Linked DNA regions of Zea mays: region 2 is linked to region 1. A link is a contact called in public Hi-C data. All regions are on one chromosome and are shown on one strand. The core of a region is the stretch at or near the end of the contact, and the rest is flanking DNA. Distances in the headings are between cores, read along the strand shown.

Evidence for each region. Hi-C and Micro-C count contacts between places; a contact is called where the count stands out from the background.
Region 2: a Hi-C map of leaf shows a contact between it and region 1, with 7 times the contacts expected there. The contact joins two enhancer-like sites. A contact is called at or near these places in 6 of 25 Hi-C or Micro-C datasets (bundle sheath, ear, leaf and 1 more).

The regions. Positions count from the first base shown.
Region 1 is chr5:144,124,048-144,127,524 of Zm-B73-REFERENCE-NAM-5.0, forward strand. No RefSeq gene overlaps it. Among protein-coding and RNA genes, the nearest start is that of LOC100274679, 83 kb to the right of the region's middle. Within about 2 kb of position 1,889, at least 15 of the 20 cell types and tissues checked have an H3K27ac peak or open chromatin away from gene starts, as enhancers often do. A contact at or near this core is called in bundle sheath, ear, leaf and 1 more, where this site is marked.
Region 2 is chr5:144,421,241-144,424,618 of Zm-B73-REFERENCE-NAM-5.0, forward strand. No RefSeq gene overlaps it. Among protein-coding and RNA genes, the nearest start is that of LOC103626981, 36 kb to the right of the region's middle. Within about 2 kb of position 1,776, at least 10 of the 20 cell types and tissues checked have an H3K27ac peak or open chromatin away from gene starts, as enhancers often do. A contact at or near this core is called in bundle sheath, ear, leaf and 1 more, where this site is marked.

The sequences.
Region 1 (3,477 bases), core at 639-3,138:
GAGATTCTTTTTTATTGATCTGTATGATATTAAGTCGTGCTATTTGTAGCAAATTTTAATAGCATACATTAGTGTACAAGTTTGTTTAAGATAGATTGACTTGGTACTACATAAAAAATGGAGTAATTGGTGCTAGAAAATGGGCTGTCAGACCCTTGGAGTTTTTCAGATAGTGAATAGTAACCAGTGCTGAATTTCAGTGTTTGGCTCAACTTTGGAGTTGTGTGACATCTGTTCTAGACAGTTTTGGACTAAAGTTATTGTAAAAAATCTGAAGACCAAATATTTTGGAACAAGTCTCCTTAAGTGAGTTGGGTTTGATCCTACACAAAAAGTGAAAAAAAGCTGCCCAAAAATGCCCTGTCGGGTTGTGAGGTTCAGATTCAGTTCAACTCAACTGAATATGGTTTCAAAAAATCGAAGCCAACTTTAAGCTCCTATAGTTTGTGATCCTTATGTCTTTGGACCTAGAAGAATGTAGTAAACTTGTTGACCTACAATTGGTGAACAATATTGTTTAAGCAAGACAGGTCGATCCTTGTGTGGAAATGTGAGAAACTGCGGGGTGAACTGGGTCCTGTTGTTAAACTGATGGAGTTCAGAACAGTCCAATACTCTGAAAATATCTTCCTCCCTCATGTGCCTCAGTTACTTCTAGTTAACTGAAGGATAAAGATGAAGGCTAAAGCATTGTGGTGTGAAAAATATGTGTACATCATGCACTATTTTTGGATGAGCTGGAGGGTGTGGTGAATTGAGCACACTTGTGGCTGTGTGGTCTGTCTGTCAGCCCCTCTTGCTGTCCATAGGAGCTTTTTCCACATCTGCTACCCCTCTAAGCCCTCTCCTTGCATGTTGACCATGCAGTAATATTGGGAGACCTATTAGTGTAGTTAACCCTTGCTAAGTCTCAGGCAAAAAACCCAGAAACTCCAGCCTTGGGTGACTGTTCATAATCATCCAAAAACCAAAGAGCTGAACCTCCCCATGCCATGTCGATCCCATAGCAGTTTCACCATGTCCTTGTTGATCCCTTACACCTACCTCCTCCATCTTTCCCCATTCCTTTGGTTCACTGTGAAACTTAGTAACCGGGAACTGTGAACGTGGCCACGTTCCTCGTTCCGGGAACGTGAGAACAATCTCGTTCCCGTAGTGTTAAAACCTAGTTTTAGTAGCGTACCGTGTACCATGTTCCCGTACCTCGATCCCATCGATCCAGGAACCTGGTTACTAAGCTGTGAAAGCTTGAACTCGAAGAAAACCCTGGCAGTGGTGACCACACCCACCGAATCACCCACCTCTCCCCGTGGTCAGCCTTACCTAGAACGTAATATGTTCAAGTTGTTCGCGTTTCATAACCCATATGTGATGGTGATGCTCATGGCGTTTCCCTTTTGAACGCTACCGTGGTATCCCAGCTAGAACGCCGTCGGGTTTGTCCAGGATGCCGCCGCGGACCACCTTCGTGTGGACTGACCAAACCATGTCCTTCCCGGGTAAACTTATGTGAGCACCGTGTGCTAGATAGATCACTGGTACTCACCATAGTTTTGGATTGAACGCTACCATGCCCTAGACCATGGTTTGGGCTCGCCGGAGGTCGGTATGCTGCCACCGCCATGGATAGTAAGGCTATATGTCATCTTAGTCCGGTTCACTGCGGGTTATGGGTGTGTCATCCTCGGGGATCACGTCTGGGTGTTTAGCTTCGTCAGAGGAGGCCGTCACCGGCGGGTTTGCATGGCGGTTGGCCGGCGCTCGTCGGGGTTAAATCAGGGACCTAATGTTGGGAATAAAAGAAAGAAGAAGGGTCTCGGTGCACATGTTAGTGAGACAAAGGAATAGGGTTTCAGACTCCTAATAGATTTGCTAGCGCAGTGGCGGCGTAGATGTAAAGTTGCGAGTGCGGGCACGGACTGCTGGTCGTAGGGCCGGTTTCCCGTGCACTCGTGGGCCGAGTCTGAGTTTTCGGCCCAGTGTAGGTAGTTCTTTTGATTTTTGGTAGCAGATTGCAAAATTCATCACAAATTGTAGAAAACTGCAAAAATTACCAAACCAATTTTGTAGAGTCCACAAAATTGCGTAGTTCCTATTAAAATTATTCCTAGTATTTTTTCAGAAAAAGGTGAATTCTTAGTCATTTAAAAGTACCCTTAGGACGCTTAAAATAATTTTAGAAATAAAACCAAAAGACCAAAAATGATGAACACTTGTGGAAGAATTATTTACCATTAGATTAACCCCTGGTAAAAATCTTAGACTGTTTGGAGTCGATTTGTCCAGAAAACCATAAACTAGCTAAATGTGGATATTGAAACTCCTAAACCCTGATACTAATATAGGTTTAGATAAAACTTAAATAATCCAAAACGTTAAGCAGCAAGGTTGACAAGCTTTAGAATATTTAGTTCTCTGATTTTCTGAAGTAAGTTTAGTTTGATCACTTTGAGCCAACATTAAGTAACCTAGAAATATGAGTATAATTATCATATGCTTATTTAAGAGTATTTAAGTTTTCCACATCTCCCTGGTGAGAGTTTGCATGGCATATCATTACGTAAGCATTCATATACATGTGATTGAGTTGTAGAACACCTAGAAGAAGAAGTGGAAGAGGAACCAGTTCCTCCATCTGAAGCTTCTCCAACTGAAGTTGTTCCCGAAGGTCCTCCTGAAGGTGCTCCAGTAGGTTTTGCTGCCAACTGCAATATTTTGGTAGAAGAGCTTGACTCTCCTCCTCATCAAGGCATGCCCTAGTGCATTCAACAAATTCCTTGTGCTTTTAAAAACTTTTATCACTTATATGATTCATTAGGTGATAAGGGTTGAATGATTAAACCTTTGCTGCATAACTTGCTTGAACTATTGATTACCATGCTTGATAACTGATTTAAAAATGTAGACATGCTTAGTATGCTGATAGATTAGGAACAAAATGTTTTGATGTATTAATCATGTTTTTACAAAGAAAAAGGGCTTGGAGTGATGAAATTATCAAAGGCCTTATTAACTTCATCATTCAAGCATGGTACCTCCGATAGGTACAAGGTTTTGAGAAATAGTTCAAATTGGGACCAGACGTGAGCAGGAAAGGTCGCCCGTCTATGTCGTGTAAGGACCATAACGATTGTTGGTTTACATGATCTAGGACCTTTTAACTGGCCACATGCCTCGTCATGGGTAAGCTTAGCCTCGGCCGGACCAATACCAGAACAGCTCGCACGCACTGGGAGTGGAGAGATGGCGGGAGTAACGTGTGCCCACCTGGCAAGTGGCTGGATGGTGGGGTAATGTAATCTCGGGTCGCGTGAACCCATTCTGGTCTTGAGAAAACTGGGTGCGAGTTGACATATGCAAGGGTTAAGTGCTACATATGTCGTGTGGTTGGAGATCCCCAGCTGGGTATTAATCGATTAGGATCGCCGCTACTTCTTGGATATGAAGACTGGATCACTGACCATCATCGTAGATAAC
Region 2 (3,378 bases), core at 526-3,025, 300 kb after region 1:
ACAATCAGGAGCTAAAGATAGCAAGAACCCTTCCTGCAACAACATAGGGAATAAAACCCTGAGTATGCAATTACTCAGCAAGACTTACCCGACTAAAGAAAAGACTCCCAAGGGTATGCTGGATTCGGGACTCAAGGTAAAGCTTATCAATCTTTTTGGCAGAGAAGCTTACTACCAGTTGATCCCTAAACCAAGTTTTAATTCACAAGTTAAGTATTTACCTGAATCTAGATTTGCCTAATCTAGTTCAAGCACTTGGCTTATACTAGCTGCATTTTATCCATACTCATATTTCACTTGCTAACTACGAAGATGGTCACCGGGATGAGTCTTATAACCGAGGAGCAACGACGATTCGAACCGATTATACCCAGCTGGGAATCTCTAACCATATGACATATGTAGCACTTAACCCTTACATATATCAACTGTTCCCACGGAGTCCTCCACTACATGAACATGTCCGCGCCACCGGAGAGCACATTAGCCTACCAGGCGTGCTACTATGCCAGGAGGGTACATGCTACTCCCGCCATCTCTCCACTCCCAGTGCGCGATTGTCTCTTCACATATGGAATAGCCGGGTTCAAGCTTACCCTGTCCCATACCAGGGTATGTGGCTAGTTGCAAAGTCTCAACCACAACAGGCCAGTCAACAATACATTCCTTAATCGACAGAGACAGAAGACCTTGTTTGCTCAACGTCTGGTCTCGATTTATTCAATCCATTTTTCTGTTTTTGGTACCCGGCAGGGGTACTCTTTTCGGATGATGAACCCATCCGGGGCCTTGCTGGACTCATCAACATAAGTTTGCTTTGACTTTTGAATCAAAAAGCCATAACCAATGTTACACACCATTTCTTTTTGAAAAAAAAAACGATTTTTGAGTTTCTAAGCAGAACTAAGCAATAATAATTTTTTTATAAAACAAAGATTCAGGAATTTCCAAGGAATGGTAATGCATTAATTGTTTATCACACAACATCATATAAGATGATAAAACATTTAAAATATAAGGAAGTGACAAATGCACTGAGACTTGTCTTATTACAAGAGAAGATCTGAGATCTTGTGTTACGCGATAAGCAATTAGATGGAATCCACCGCTGGATCAACAGGAGCAGGCTCCTTCGTAGACCACTTCTTGCTGTTCTGATAATGAGGCGATGACGGATTGGCGTGACCGAGCGGGAAGTCGGTGCGGCACAACGAGTAGAGCACACGACGATGCGAGCGCGATGAGAGGGAGCTCACGACGCGCATAGCAGCCACGACGACGACATCATGGATGCGGCTGCTAGGCGCGAGGCGGGACAGAACCGGAGGGCACAGAGACCACGAGCACCGGTCGCTGGCTGTGACTAGAACGCGGTGTGTGGTGGAGCAGATTGGACACGTCACGGCCAAGACACACGACGATGGAAACGATGAGCTGGTACAAGGTGCCGGACCAGGGCAAGGACGAGGCGAGGCCGCACGGTGAAAGGAAGTGAGTGACTTGGAACTGAGAACCACCCGACGTGTGACTGCTGTGGCCCGGAGGCAGCTGCAAGGATGAGGAGCGTTGCACTGGTTCTCCTTTCCGTGTAATGAAACACAAACTAGACTCAGCAAGCGCACGGTCTGAAGAAGTAGACGTCGGCTCTATCTTCAACTCAAGGGTGGGGCAATGACCAATGGGAAGCAGCCATGCGACATCATGGGCCACACGGTGCCCTAGGTCGTGCGCACGCGAGCGCGGCTCGCTCGCAAGTAGGCATGAAGCTTAGGTCCAGCACCACGCGGCACCGCAGGCACAACAAGGCATCGATCTTGGGCAGGCAACGCAGCTAGAGACCAGGCAGATAAGGACTCCACCGCAGATACTTTGAACCTCTCCCGGACTTGAATCTTCTCAGCTCAACTCCACTTTACCAGGCGCCAGAAACTCCCAGGCCACTCTCTAACCAAACCAACCAAGCAATGTCAGCACAATCATGGGGCTGAGATCTTTCCATTTCTCCATATCTTGAATCAGCTTCGGCCACCAGAACCTGCACTCAAACTTGTTGAATGATGCAAAACCCATAACCCTAACAGGGTTGAGTGGTGTATTAATAGAGTTGAGTAAACTGGGCCAGGCCCATTATAGAGGGGCGAGACAGTAATTACCCCAAACCCTAAACGGGTATTCTAACACCCCCGCAGTCACAACTCTATCCTGTATAGATGTTGAGACTGGATAGAAAGTCTAAACATACACTCGACGGTAATCCCTTGGTGAAGATGTCGGCGAACTGCAGCGTGGTGGGGACGCTGAAAACCCGAACGTCACCGGCAGCGACACGCTCGCGGACGAAGTGCAGGTCGATCTCCACATGCTTCGTGCGCTGATGCTGCACAAGGTTGGTGGAGAGGTAGACCGCGCTGACGTTGTCGCAGTAGACGAGGGTGGCGCGCTGGAGGGGATTGTGGAGCTCGTGGAGGAGCTGGCGTAGCCAGGAGGCCTCTGGCACGCCGTTGGCTACGGCACAGTACTCGGCCTCAGCGCTGGAGCGAGAGACGACGGGCTAACGCTTGGCCGCCCAAGAGACAAGGTTGGCGCCCAGGAACACGGCGTAACCGGAGGTGGACCGGCGCGTGTTGGGACAGCCAGCCCAGTCAGTGTCGGTGTAGACCACGAGCTCCGACGTCGGGATGGTCGGAGAAGGAGGTCGTAGTCGAGGGAGCCGCGGAGGTAGCGCAGAATCCGCTTGAGCGCGGTGAGATGGGGCTCCCGCGGAGTGTGCATATGCAGGCACACCTGCTGGACGACGTATGTGATGTCGGGCCTGAAGAAGGTGAGGTACTGGAGCGCGCCGGTCAGGCTCCGGTAGGACGTCGCGTCGGCGACCGGAGGCCCGTCGTCCTCAGAGAGCTTCGCCTGAGTGTCGACAGGCGTGGAGCAGGACTTGCAGTCAGACATGCCAGCCCGCTCCAGGATATTGAATGATGCAAAACCCATAACCCTAACAGGGGTTGGGTGGTGTATTAATAGAGTTGAGTAAACTGGGCCAGGCCCATTACAGAGGGACGAGACAGTAATTACTCCAAACCCTAAACGGGTATTCTAACAAAACTTTTGCCTGTTTCTGCTACCCACGTCGAGCACACAGGAAACAAGCAAGCAAGCAGCCACCTGTCCAAACTGAGACAAATTCAGTTAACTGACAATTCTTCAGTTACCTACAACTGAATTTACACCACTGAACTGAACTTGTATCTCGACTACCACCTAATCCCATAATTTCAAATGGTAACGCGGGATCAACCTTAACACCAATTGTATACCAAACTATCCCCTAACAAATAGCTACAGGGACTGCAGGTCAGAACACCACTAAATAGTCACAAGAAA